Regions from separate parts of the Thunnus thynnus genome. Here region 2 is linked to region 1. The links are chromatin contacts, called in public Hi-C maps. All regions are on one chromosome and are shown on one strand. Each heading gives the region's core, a stretch centred on a gene start, on an enhancer-like site or on the middle of the called end of the contact. The rest is flanking DNA. Distances are from core to core; before and after follow the strand shown. Region 1 holds the start of tm9sf5 (transmembrane 9 superfamily protein member 5). Region 2 holds the start of taf7 (TAF7 RNA polymerase II, TATA box binding protein (TBP)-associated factor).

Region 1 (7,238 bases), core at 482-2,981:
CAAGCATCTTTAGATCTGCCATCTGAGGTAACGAGGCAGCCAATGGGAAAGCCCGGATTGCAGTACTTCTGACCATCTTCCACATCATAGCACCATGTGACCGGCATGTTGTCAATGATCCTGAAAAAATAATTTGTTAACCTCAAAAAGTTTCTTGATAAATAATATCTGAGAAGACACCTGCTTGCTAACAAGTCTTCCCTGCTACTTCCATCTATCTTTCACTCAACGGCTCCAGGCTAAAAATAACTCACTAATGAATAATTACAGTACAGAGCAGTATATTTGTTACTAACCAGTGGTGCTGGTAGTTCAGCTGCATTCCCATCTTAAGAAAATCCAGTTTGGTGGCATCCTCCTTGTTGCCTTTCTTGTAGGTTTTTGTGCATACTGCCTGACATTTCACATCTTGTTTGAAGTTGAACTATAAAAGGCAGATGAGAAGCGTGTTGCATTAATAGAGCACATTCAACATAGAGGGCTGAAATGGAATCTAAAATATGCAACAGAACAATCACCATGCATACTTAGATTTACAAGTACCTTGTACGGTGAAGACTCAATTCGTTCACCAAACAGCACCTGTCCAAGGTTCTCAGAAGGCCTCTTTTCCTTTGCATCTTTGCAAAAGTCGAACCTTTAACAAATTCACATTGTCACACACAATGAAAGGATGATTTAGAGCTGGACAACATATATCCAGACATTAAACAACTGACTTCAGACATAAACTAATTGTTACTTACACGTCATACTCATAAGGCAGGACTGACTCCACAGAATCCAAGCGATTGACGAACAGCTGGATCACTGTCTGTAAAGACGCAAAAATAATTTGTCTGTCATTCTATATCTGCCTAAATTAAAACAAATCGGACTTTCAAGCCCAAATTGTGGGCTACAACCAGCCAGAAGTTGTGCAGTTAACAGGTTGTGCATGTTTCGTGTCGACTGATGTAATATAAATAGGAAGTAAATGACTCAGTTGTAACCGAAGATTTGATGATCTGTCTCTCAAAGGTGAAGGAGTGGATCCAAACTTACCTGGACCACGTAGCCGAGCGGCGGCCAGTCAAGCTTACTACAGTGATGGCTATTAGCGTCATCTGTCATCTTTCATTATTTGAATCAGTGTTAATTTGCTAACAATATCGTGCTAGGCTGGTGAAAAAACCCGACAACTCAGTAAGAATGAATATATATTTATATATATGCCCCCTGTCAACGAGGGCATTTACATTTAGCAAGCACTAGAATATGATGCTAGTCCTCCGGCTGCAGGCAATGGAGGAGCCGGGGCCTAAAGAGAGTACTGGCTAGCTAGCAAGAGTGAGTATAACAAAATAACATGCCAATTACATTTTGGGCAGAACATTTACAACACTACAGAGGAACTGTGAGTTTTATTAACTAACCATACCTGGCAATCTTCACCACCTTTGTTATCTTCACAGAAACTCACTGGGGCTAAACCCGGAAGATAAAACGACGAGCACGGACAGAAATGTGAGACCAGCAAGTAGACCAGCACAAAACCAAAGTGTATCCGCCTCTTCATTTTATCGCGGACACGGTTAATCGCAGATTTTGTCTTCTTATGTCAAAGGAGAGTGCTCCTTCTTGTGAGGGAAACGGTTTCTTGACGTTAGCTGTGCACGGTTAGCTAGCTCTTTCAACTCGAGACGCAGTGCCTGACCTGTCTGTCGCAACTAGCTCTGCCAAGCTATGCGGAAACGGATACATATTCACCGGAAGTCAAGTGTTTTGACTTTCAATAGAAAATATGTAGTGTTAAGTATATAAAATAAATACATTTATAGCTGGTGTAGATATACACACAGTCATTGTATATTTTGTATGATACTCGTGCATACATTAGTATAACAAAAACGGTTACAAACTATTGCATTTTCAAACTGAGCAACACTTACAGTTGCAGTGATTTTATTTTGAAAAGAAAAAAATCGGATGTCATATTCTGTTCTGACCGACTTGACGCCGTCGAAGTAACACTGACGTTGCCTATAGGCTACCTCATTACACCATGGATCCTTGTTTTCTTTATATACATATATACATATAAAATAGTTGAGTTTTGCACCGCACATTAGTAAGACACACGTTTTGTAATAAAAAGAATAGCTCGTCAAAAGGTGGCAGTGCACGAAATGAGAGATAAAAGTATGCGAAGAGAAACTATTTTTAGATAAAAGAGATTATTGTAAGAGGCGGCTGGACAAACCAGAAAAACAAGATGCAGCAAACAGCTGTTGTCATGAAAGTTGGTAGAATTGCATATTTTCGTCCACTACGTCTTGTCCTAAATTCATGTTGGGATATAGTTTACTGTGTTTATTAAAGACTGTACAATAACATAAGCAGGAAGATGTCATAAGAACATACAGGACTAAATACAACAGGCTGAACAAGGAAGAATCAGATAAATGCAAAGAAACTGTTGAAGGAGTGCCTAGTTTAGTCTGTATGGGAGTGGAGTATTGAAAGGTTGCTGTAGATGGCGGATAAACAGAGGTAGGTTTTTTCTTTATTGACATTAAAAAAACCCAATTTTATTCAAAATTATTCTACAGTATAATATACGTCATAAAGTTTTTTTGATTCTGGGTTAGTGGCTGTCAGTGTACTTACAGACAACGCAACAACTTCAGAAATATACATAAGGAATGTCTGTAAACAGAAACCGTTTCTGTGAACTGTAAGCAGGATACAAATAGTGCAAAGACGTGAGGAGTGCTGAGATAAATATTGGATGATAAGAAAAAGTGACATGTTACTTTATATACAGAAGGTGGTTATGCACGGTTTATACAGCCTGTTCAAATATACAGCAATGAATGTAATATATTACATTTACAGAAGAAGAAAAAAACTCTGAGTTAGGGGGACTTAAATTCATACAAAGATTTTAAACAAAGAGAAAAAAAAAATGTTTTTACAGCCTTTATATAGGAAGAAAAACGAATCGAGTCAATGTAGTGTTTGACCTCCTTTGTGAAGAAGTTTTTGTGTTGACGAAGCTTTTTACCTGTAAATTTGCCTTTATGAATATGAAATTGTCGGCCAATAAAATTAAAAGATCAGTGATATACAAATTCTAATGAGTGTCATCTTTTAGTATGCCAGACAGTACATGTTTCCGTACAAATAAAAAATGATAACAATTTTCAATCAATATAGTTGTTGATAAAAAATACACGTCATCCAAAAACAATACTAAAATAAATTAACCGCAGTCTCAGGGATACTATAACAAAATGTACAACTTATGTTCAGTTATATATTTGATCAAATCAATGAATACGTTTGAAACAGGTACAACATCTAGAAACAGTTCTTGAAGTCATGATGATGTTACACTCCGGTACAGTAGGTGGCGACATGCGCGTTTCGCATTAGTCTGTAGCCCGCCATTAGACAAAAAAGAAGAGGAAGAAGCAGAAGAAGAATACGAAGAAGAAGAAGACGAGGAAAAGAAGAAGGGGAATAGGAACCGTTGTTGAGTTTATTACGGCTGCACCCATCCGCGGCATAGCGGTGTTAATGCAAACTACAACAGTAGTATTGTTTTTTACGTTTTAACGGGTGTAAAGGCTAAGTCTCCCGTTAACAGCTGGAATAATAGCGTTAGTCAAGTAACTAGCTAACGGTACAACCGCTGGCACGTTTAACGCCATTTTGCGCATTCAACAGCCCAAGACTTTCGCCAGCAGCAGGTAATAATCACCACAGAAATGTCTGAGTACCGAGAGCAAAATGAGCGCCAATATTATGTATATTCTAATATTGCATACGACCTTTTTTCTTGTTGTTGCAGGTGGGGCGTTTTTGCAGCATGGCAGAAGCAGACCGACCAGGGAAGCTTTTCATCGGCGGGCTGAATACCGAGACCACCGAGAAGGCCCTGGAGCAGTACTTCAGCAAATATGGCAGGATTGTCGAAGGTGTGGATGGAAACATTGTTGGCCATTTTCACTTCAGGTCGTATCTTGGTTAAGTGAGGATACAATGTATAAGAAAACAGATATTTAAGAAGAAAAGAAATGCGTTATCAGTTAATGTTACTTCATAAATCACTGTGTGCGGATCCGTGCTATTGATGCACATCAAATATGTATCAAGCAGTGTCTTCAGTTTCTAATTATCAGTTAATGAAATGAATTGTTAATTGATATGAGTATTTTAAAACGTGAAACTGAAAAAACAAACAAATCATTGAAGAAATGTCAACTAACAGCACGATTCTGTGGTCGATTAATGTAATTCATTGTGTCTTCATTCACTTAAATGGGCCCCATTTGTTTTCACGTTCGGTAACGTAAATCATATTTTGAGCTGGCCTTATTGCTCCTTACTTGCCGTAAAATGTAAGTTAGTGTCTAGCAGCAGGAAATAAGAATATCTTTTGAACCATGAAGGGTACATATTGGTTAAAACCGAAAACAGTGAGTCACAGCTGTAGGTAGTAAAATGGGAGTAGCAAAAAGAACACTTTGTTTTCTCCAGCTTAAATTGTTGCAAAAGAAGCTATATTTATACTTTTTGTCAAGCAATTCTGTAAATAGATAAAACCATCAGTCACAAAGCTCATGATCTGTTCTTTCCTCTGTATTTCAGTTCTTACACTATATTTCTTCATTTCAGTTCTTCTGATGAAAGACCGTGAAACAAACAAATCAAGAGGTTTCGCTTTTGTGACATTTGAAAGTCCGGCTGATGCAAAGGATGCAGCACGTGAGATGAATGGAAAGGCAAGTCCTCTCTTTAATCAGGCATAATTTAGAAAAGATCTTTAAAAAAAAAAAAAGAAAATCATCTTGAATTTGCATTTGTAACGGTGCCTCTTCTACTGTAGTCCCTTGATGGTAAACCTATCAAAGTGGAGCAAGCTACCAAACCTCAGTTTGAGAGTGCTGGTAGGCGAGGACCACCACCCATGCACTCCCGCAGTCGTGGTCCACCCAGAGGCCCCCGTGGGTCCAGGGGAGGTCCTGGTGGTATGAGGGGCCCACCATCCAGAGGTAAATTACCAAACTTATTTGCTTAGTTGAGTTTGTGAAATTGTAATAGTAAAATATATTAATTTAATGTATTTTTTGTAATACATCCTTTTGAGTTTATTGTGTTAATATTTGCATTTCTTGTCTGTTATAAGACTACTATGATAATTCAGGGAATGTAGAACCCTTCTTTAAAGGGATGTCATCCAGAGGTCCCCCTCCGATGAAGAGAGGACCCCCAGTCCGTAACGGAGGTCCCCCACCCAAGAGGTCAGCACCATCTGGTCCCATGAGCAGAGGTAAGTGGGAGGGAATTCTGTTGGTACTTATCTCAATTCAGATGCAAGTAATTTAACAAAATTGTACTGGCACAATACCCACTGGTTACCTGCTTGGAAATCCCCTCCAGCACAATGTTGTCGAATCAAATGTTTTCATTGTTGTTGATTGTATTTTGTTTCTATATTTATTTCTTTGTTACGCGGGGTGTGCAGACTTAAACTTAAACTAAATGCAATTAGATGGGCTGTGTTCATCTCAGGGTTATTTGGAGATTAATAAGACTGTTTGCCATTACCTTTTGTGTTCCAGCCCCCATGTCAAGGGACAGGGATCCGTATGGTCCACCCCCTCCTCGCAGAGATTCCATGATGTCCAGAAGGGATGATTATCCATCGCCAAGAGATGACCATTACTCATCAAAAGATAGGTAGGATCTACAATATTGAATTACATTGTACAGTGGTGTGAAAACAACCAAGTTTTTATACAATTAGTTGAGCCACAAACAAAGTATTTGTAAAGTTTGTTCTGCTGAATGTCTGCAGCGGTTATGTGAGAAAAGTTCATTTAACTTTAATACAATTACAACAATGGATATGTAAAGTATGTACAACCTTTTTACAGGGCTTAACTTTGTCTTTGTAAAATATTTTCTTCATAGTCAAACTTTATTTTGCTTATGTCTCAGTTGTCCTCTTGCTTTATATGAGAAGGCACAGGGTGGATTTTTACATGAGTCTGAGCTGTCCTATATCTGAGAAGATAAACTCCACCAATAAGTGTTTCATTTTAATGACTTTAATGATCAAATTATTTTGTAAAAAAATGTTCAAAATCACAAGGGACAGTAGACATTAATTGACTAAATTCATGTGACCCATGTAACTTTGTTTTTGCAGCTCTGAGGTTAATTGTGCTATTTTTGACAGCTACTCCAGTCGGGATTATAACTCCAGAGATTCGCGGGACTATGGACCTCCTCCAAGAGAATATTCATACCGAGAATACTCAAATTCCAGTTCTCGAGATGACTACGGCTCAATGTCAAGGGGATACAGGTAGGAGTTTGCATCGATACAAAAGGTTTAAAAACTTGGATCTGATTTCACCTGGTCACCAAGTAACAACTGTCCTTATTATGTAGTGACCGCGATGGCTACGGCGGAGGCCGGGAACCACGAAGCTACATAGACCGTCCAAGTGGTGGCTCCTACAGAGATTCATATGATGGTTACGGTAAGATATGCCTACATGAGTATAATGAGGACAGATAACCACTGTGGCACAAAGAAGAGCTGCATTAAATAACCAACCAACCAACTAAATCATAGCATTGACTACCGCAACCTCCAGTCACAAGAAGCTGCAGTTTTTCCCCTAACCCAGAGGAAATGGCATTTCAGGCTGCCTCTTAAACTTTTTGTCATTCCATTTGCTGCAACCCTGACCTGCAAACCAAGTTGCAATTTTTCCATCTATTAGAAATGTATACGTATTGGCATCTCAACTGAACAACAGAAATATATTGGAAAGCTGAGCCCACATATCACAATCCATATTACCGCTGTGTTTGTGACAGTATTCAAAAGCATTCAAAAATAATGCAGACTACTTAATGTGCCCCAGAGAGTTGGCAACCATAAGGAATCCCCAAAAATCCTTGGAAACATCCGTTGATCACTCCGTATATGTTGCCTATCAAAGCACTCCCTCAAGGAGTAACCTTCCAAAAACCATCAAGACAACTCTGAATACCTCGTCCTTACCTGCAGTTCTAACACATGGAGCTCTAAAAGGAAAAATGGCTACACAAAAATCAATGGCATGCTGAAACAAATAACATTGCCCTCTTATTCCCTGTACTTGGATATATTACTGCCCATATCAACTAAATATCCAATGTTAAATTTTAAGATTTATTAAATGACGGGACATTTA
Region 2 (6,993 bases), core at 3,924-6,423, 150 kb after region 1:
CAGCCGTACATCAGCAACCTGATGGAAGAACAGCAGGTGGGTTTGCATATTATCAAAAACAGCTCTGACTTCTGCATGTGTGAAATCAGATCAGTGGATCTTTGTCTTATTCTTACCCAATGACAAAACAAGATATCACTGTCCCCAGAAAGGCATAAGCCAGGATGGATCCCATGTTACGGAAAAAGTGTCTCTGAAAGACAAAACACATCAAACACATCAATCATGAACATACCGATGATATTTTAAGCCATTCATCTACAATAAATGCTTAGAAAGATGAGAAAGATTAAATGGATTTAAGCATTTCATACTGAAAAGAAGACATTTTGTCAAAAGTAATCAAACATGTTAAAAGCAGTAGAAAGAGTGCCTGAAATACTACTTTACCCTTTTCAAGCTGTAGCCAGCATGGAAGATGATAGGTGGTAGGAGAATATTGAAGAACACTTCAGGGTCAAAGGTCACCTGAGTCACAAACAGAAAACAGTATCATATCACAGTTCTACATCACTAAAATAAGAAATCAAAGAAAAATGCTTTCAAACAAATTGTTATAATACTTCTAAGCTGTTGCATTACTGGATAACTGAAATAAATGAATTAATCATAAATGACACATCTGGGACAGCTTGGGGCAGCTTCCAGGACAGTCAACAATAGATAAAAGTCAAATGACAAGATGGGAAAAAGGAACAGCTTCTACACACAGGCAGAGACAAAAACAGATAAAAAAAAAACTGCAGCCTCTGTGGCACTGTATTTATTTATTGCTTGCTTGTATGACTTTCTGAAGAATATAGCATGAAATTAAAATGCTATTCAGCAGACAACTTTAAAGTCCCAGATGTCAGAAATGCACATCAGCACATGGCATAATAGTTATGGCTTCAAAATCTCCAAGTGACCCGCAGGCAAAGGGAAACTGTTCTCTTTCTTTCATCAAAATCTTTCTGTAATGTTTTTACACATCTCTGAGGAAGGAACCACTTTCCACCTACACAACCTGAAGTAATAAACCTTTCTCAACACTTTTTGACTTTTTTTTTTTTTTTTCAAAAGTACTTTATCAAGCTCTCCTAGATCCCCTAACTTGGTTCTGTACTTCTATAAATGAAAAAGCTATTTCATTTGGAAAATTGAAGGATCTCCACAAAGAAAGACAGAAAATCAAACTTAAACGTTTCACTGATACGACACCAGCAGTAGAAATAACATGAAACTTATAGAAAGATATATAGAAACATCATGACACATTCATCAATGTAAGCAATTCTGACAAAAATCCAACTTGAAACAATAACATGATGGCCTTTACCTTGCGCAGCATCTCGTTGTCTTGCACCTCGTTCACCTCGTTGGCGCTGATCTCCCCTTTCAGGGTGTACTCATAGAATTTACCACTGACGTTGACGAGCAGAGTGGCGGGGCTGGCGTTAACATGGCAGCTCATTGTGACGTTGCTAATATCCCTGGGAACATGGATGCCATAGCGCAAGACCACGCCGACAAGTAAGCCTGAGTAGGATAGAGAGGGAAAGTGAAGGAAAATTATACAGAGGGGAGAGTTGATTAATGTACGTAGGTTACATTGTAAAAAGGGATATGCAGAGTGATGCAGAGAGCCCTAAAATGTTTCAGTACTATTATTAAATGGAAATGAAATGTCTGGGTTTGGGAGAGAGTATATTCATAACCTTGGAAAGCCAGGCTACATGTCATGAGCTCAGCTTTTGCTATGAAATTTAAGTCTAGTAAATATGCATTAGAGAATAATTTGCCCTGTTTGAATGTGTACAACAATGTGGAGATTTTAAATGATGACTCTAGAAAACAACTGCAACTGTTAGACTTGTAGATTAGACCTATAGTCAGGATGAAGTTGAGTGGAGCTATGCTGGGAATTACGTGACCTCACCAAACAAACAAAACTACCCAGAGTGAAGGAGATGTCAATCAAGCTTGTACACGCCCACTCTTCCTTAACGGATGCCTTTTTCATAGCAGACGTTTTGACTGATCCTAGCGGGAAAAGTGAGCGTGCACAGTAGCTGGACCCTGGAACTGACACATCTAAATGGAATGCAGTCCTCATTGTTAATAATTACAGCTGCGCTTTTCCTGCTTTGACATCAAAATCAAAATGTCCGCTGTGAAAAAGGCCAAGTGAAACACCTGCGCGGGTGGACTGCGGTTGTGTAGGGTTTTTTTTTATCAACTATTAAAACGAGTCATTGTAGATATAAAATGAAATGTGATTCATTTCATAACCAGCTTCTCTTCCATTCAGAGAATTGGCTGGAGGGAATTTTGACAAGTTCCACCTTCTCATTCCAGTTTGAAAATTGGACGCAAAGACCAGTAACTGTCCCGTCAGGTGTAGGAAGTGTTGGTGTCTGAGTGAAAAGAGGAACAGTCAATCACCTATTGTGCAGCCTATTTGAAGCAAAGTTTGTTTCACTTCTTACCAGGCAAAAATCTGAAAATAACGTAGGCTACCTAATATAAGAGGGTTACTGTTCTTCAACTCTTTTGATTATAATCACAACCCTGGTCTCATTTAAAAGGTAAATCTTGGGCAAAGCGTCGTTTAACAGGTTAAAGCAGATTCATTTTTGGCTTTGCCAGACCACATGTCGTTTAGGGAAGTGAAAGTGTGGATTGGCTTTGCTATGCCACGGTATTTACTCAAGTAGACAGTTTTAGTTACTTTTCAGATGAAGATTTGACACAATTGATAATTTTATAATCTTTTAAAATACAACACATTGTTAAAGATGAAACCAGTGGTTTCCAACCTTTTTGGCTTTTGATGTCTTACAAAAAGCAGCGTGTAGTCAGGGTCACATTTCAGATGTCTATGAGTTGTTAACAGATCCACCAAATAGTGATTTTTCCCTCTAAACTTCTCACATGGTTTCATTTCAATAAATACTCAAATGATCCAATATTTCACCAAAAATCTAAGATTAGAGAAAAAGTGAAGTGAACTGAACTGAAAACAGATTTGCGTATCACAACTTTGTTGTTTCCTCTTTCCTCTCCCATTAATTATCTCACAACCCCTCAGATTTACCTGGTGAGCCCTTGGAGGAGCCTGACCCCAAGGTTGGGAACAACTGGACTAAACTAGCAAAGTAGTTTCAAGTAGTTGAAACTAGCTCCACGTCCAGCAGCTACAACAGTAACATGCTGCTTACTCACTGATGCTTTAGTATTAATAATCTAATGATGTCATATATAATAATATAACAGTCAGAGGGACCAAACCACTACTTTACTTCGTTACTTTAAACAAATACTTTAACTACATTTTACTGCTAATACTTTGGCACGTTTACTTAGGTGAGATTTTTCATGCGGTACTTTTACTTGTAATGGAGTATTTTTACATTGCTGTATTGGCACTTAAACTTAAGGAAAGGATTTGAGTGCTTCTCCTACCACTGCCTAAAATGCTTAGCTGCTTATGTGTCATTTACAAGACTAAGCAGGGTGCAGAGGAGGCGTTAACACAGCTGTAACTAAGCATGTTACCTTACAGTATCTACCTGCAACAGCCTGATGCCTAACAGCTTATTCATCTATTGCCAGGTTTAGAAGTATGAAGCCTTCTACTGACATACATTCATTTCAAATCTAGTCAGCACTACAAAATAGTCGTGATGGCACTGATGACGTCTCTCAGTCACGCTGGAGCATCTCACCATAAATCATCGCCAGCCCGGTTTCGTGCAGAAACCTGAAGCGCCGGTGTTTGAACAGCCAGATGGTCAGGATAGTGAGAGTTAGGAGCATGATGAAAATGAGCAGGTCCGCGCTGTCCTGCCTGTGGCTCTCCTCAGCCTTCTTCTCTGTAACGATGTTCTCCATGGCACTGTCCTCCTGAGGTGAGGATGCTCGGCAAACACAGACGCACACAGACAGGCTCACTAGCACGAGCAGCCACAGCGTCCTCGTCGCCCTCCAGGCGCTGTTGACAGTGAGTTTAGAGCCCATCTCAGCTGCTCGGCGGCCAAATGCGCCAATGTCGTCGTGGATAAAACCCCAGACTTTGTGCAAATATGTTACACGAAGTGGGGGGAGTGGACTGCAGAAAGACGACAGCAACAGAGGAATCGATTCCGGCCCGGAAGTGAAATGTCTCTTCCCCCGCAGAAAGTGTACAATGTTTATTTCGAAATAAAAGCACCAGAGGAAAATTATGCTAGTTTGAATCATTTCAAATAGAGACCATTTCGAGCCACGAATTGATTAATCCCTAATGTGAATTATGAATGAGCAAAACGTTTTGATATATACAATATATACATATTTTCATAGCTGATGAGACAATAGTTGTAATTGGGAGCTTTTATTATGAAATCTCAGATTTTCGTCATCATTCTGAAGAGGAAGTGAGACTGATAGCGAGAGATTTTCTTTTCCTAGGATGGCGAAGTCACGACCCGCCCCTATTCTGCCTCTGATTGGCTGACCCTGATATTCTTACCTAATCCCAACCAATTTCATTCCTCATGTGCAAACCTAACCAACCCAACCAACAAAGACAATGAGTACTAGCCAATCAGAAGTAGAGTAGGGCGGGTCATGACTTCGCCATCCTGGGAAAAATTTGGCTTGCGGTTTATCTGTTTAATTTTTTTTCTATTATTTTAACAGTATATCTGATTAATTTATATGCACAAACTTGAGTCAAATGAGACAACCATTTAACGATTAATATAGTTGATTTTTTTTTTTAATTAAAAAATTCCGATTATGTCTGGGGGGTTTCTCTGATGCTGGCTTCGCTTCACAAAAGACAGCAATGCTACTATGCAAAAACAGCTGGATATAATTTTATTATTTTGCAACATAAGTGGTATTTGTGTGAGTTTTTATTTTTTCGAGACTGTCATCAATTTTAACAAGTCTCGCGATACAAAGTAAAAGAGCGGAATTTATGTGCCGTTCCCTTTTATCGGAAATTATTGGTTTAGTTATATATTGATTTTATATATTTATATATACTAATCCTGGTCCTTCATTTCATAAAGCCAGCGTACAAAAACGAGTTTCCATGTTTTATGTTGTGTTTATGATTATTTCATACAGCATATTGTGGTTTTAAGTATGATTTTTAATAACGTGTGATAAGTGTGTGCCCTGGATGCCGAAAAGGGTTACATTCAAAATTTCCGAGGAGGACTTGAACGCAGCAAGACGTCGCAGCAAGACCTGATTGTTCTGTGTTTCTGAACTGTGTCGATTTTTGGTTGAAATCGGCACAGTCAGTCTTTCCCTCTCAAGTCTTAGGTCTTTCCTTCTTTTTACCATTTGAACACATTTATGCAACGGCAACGTCCAAGTTACGAAAACGAAAATGACATCTAAACTGAAAGGTACGTTGGCAGCTTTTCCTATTGCTAAGCTAACGTTAGCTTGCTAGGTAACAACGTTTTTCCCTCTGTTTTTGTAAACAATAACCAATATGTCTGCCTAGTGTTTTTGTGTGGAAAAGAACATAGTAATAATAGCAATTAAATACGATTACGAGCATATGGATGCCACACGGTGTGAACAGTGCTCGCAACTGTAATAACTTAGCAGCTATTTCACCAGGGTTAATTAATGTTGTGTTTGGTGCATCAACGTTAAGTTACACACACCGTCACACGAACTGTGAACTTTTGCAAAAAAAAGTCACTTGCTGTATTCAGTTAATGTTGGCTGTAGCACAATGTCGCATTTAATGTGATTTCATTTTAGATGTAAGTCGTAGTTAATCTACTTAATCCTACCTGACTCACACTTCTACTGCAATGGCAAAAACAAGCCTCATGTATAAATTGTATCATATTTATTATAGATCACCTGAAACTATGCTATTTTATTGAACAGTATGAGCTAATACTTTTGAGAGACGTCACAGTACTGTTGGTTGTTTTACCTATGATGACGGCTGAGATCAGGTCCCAGCCTGACAACGTTATCTATCACTAGGAATCAAGAGAATAATTATAAAATAGCTCTTGTGATAGTCTAAACATATAAATTATTGTAGTCGTTCATATTCTGCTCTTCCTATAGTTCAGTAGACTTTATTTACATCTAAAAAAAAAAGAAGATATGTTTCCAAAGTAAAAATAAAAAAGATATTGAGAATACATGTAGCATAAATGTTTTCTTCGTTATGTGGTAGAAGATATTAAACAAAAATGAGACAAGCAGTAAAAGATGGCAGAGAAGATGAATTTAATTTTGAAGACTATTCCAAAAGTGGGAGCTCTAATAGCAAGGGCAGAGTGATGAAACCATCCAAGCAGTTACTTGTGTTTATTCAACATAAAACTAAAAGAGTATCCTCTTTAATACTAGACAGAAGCCAGATACTGTATATGGCACTGTATATTACATCTATCTGTATGTTCTTAGTGGATTGTTTACTGTATATTGTACTTGCATAAATACATAGCCAGCAACAGTAAAACTGATTTCTTTGATTTTTGGTGATGTCTTTTTGTTTCTAGTTGGGAAGACTGGCTCTAAGAATAAGGAGGATGCTCCATATGAGTTGGAGAGTCAGTTTATTCTGAGGCTGCCTACGGTGAGAGTGTTTTACACACTGAAAACACTTTGCTCTATTAAATTCATTGTGACCAATTGCTGAAAATGACATTGATCATGTTTTTCTTTTTTAGGAGTACGCCTCAACAGTAAGAAGGATTGCCCAGTCTAGCAGTATGAACATGAAAGATAGACTCACCATCGAGTTGCACCGTAAGATGGTTTATCAGTGGCCATAGTCTGACCTGTGTGACAACATTTATCCTATTTGACTTAGATATTGCTCAAACATAAAACTGTCTGGTTATCCATTAAAAATCCAGTCAAGAACTAAGTCTAGATTCTGAAATATACATATGGTAAATATGTGCAAATACATATGTGTATGAGTGAAACATTCATTTCTCATTCTTTGTAATTTTTTACTTCAAGTGCACTCGTATT

What was found. Hi-C and Micro-C count contacts between places; a contact is called where the count stands out from the background.
Region 2: a contact with region 1 is called in a Hi-C map of heart, with 5 times the contacts expected there. The contact joins the promoter of taf7 here to the promoter of tm9sf5 in region 1. A contact is called at or near these places in 3 of 3 Hi-C or Micro-C datasets (heart and muscle).

What each region holds. Positions count from the first base shown.
Region 1 is chr9:20,938,107-20,945,344 of fThuThy2.1, forward strand. It overlaps tm9sf5 (transmembrane 9 superfamily protein member 5), which reads right to left and starts at 1,732. Exons shown (of 18, transcript XM_067599622.1): 1 at 1,421-1,732; 2 at 747-814; 3 at 544-637; 4 at 297-424; 5 at 1-120. The coding sequence starts at 1,558. rbmx (RNA binding motif protein X-linked) reads left to right here and starts at 3,450. Exons shown (of 10, transcript XM_067599626.1): 1 at 3,450-3,734; 2 at 3,836-3,962; 3 at 4,663-4,769; 4 at 4,874-5,039; 5 at 5,201-5,317; 6 at 5,610-5,727; 7 at 6,230-6,358; 8 at 6,445-6,536. The coding sequence starts at 3,854.
Region 2 is chr9:21,080,870-21,087,862 of fThuThy2.1, forward strand. taf7 (TAF7 RNA polymerase II, TATA box binding protein (TBP)-associated factor) reads left to right here and starts at 5,174. Exons shown (of 12, transcript XM_067599647.1): 1 at 5,174-5,384; 2 at 6,513-6,589; 3 at 6,684-6,762. The coding sequence starts at 5,366. It overlaps slc9a6a (solute carrier family 9 member A6a), which reads right to left and starts at 4,149. Exons shown (of 16, transcript XM_067599646.1): 1 at 3,708-4,149; 2 at 1,319-1,518; 3 at 391-468; 4 at 117-193; 5 at 1-18. The coding sequence starts at 3,999.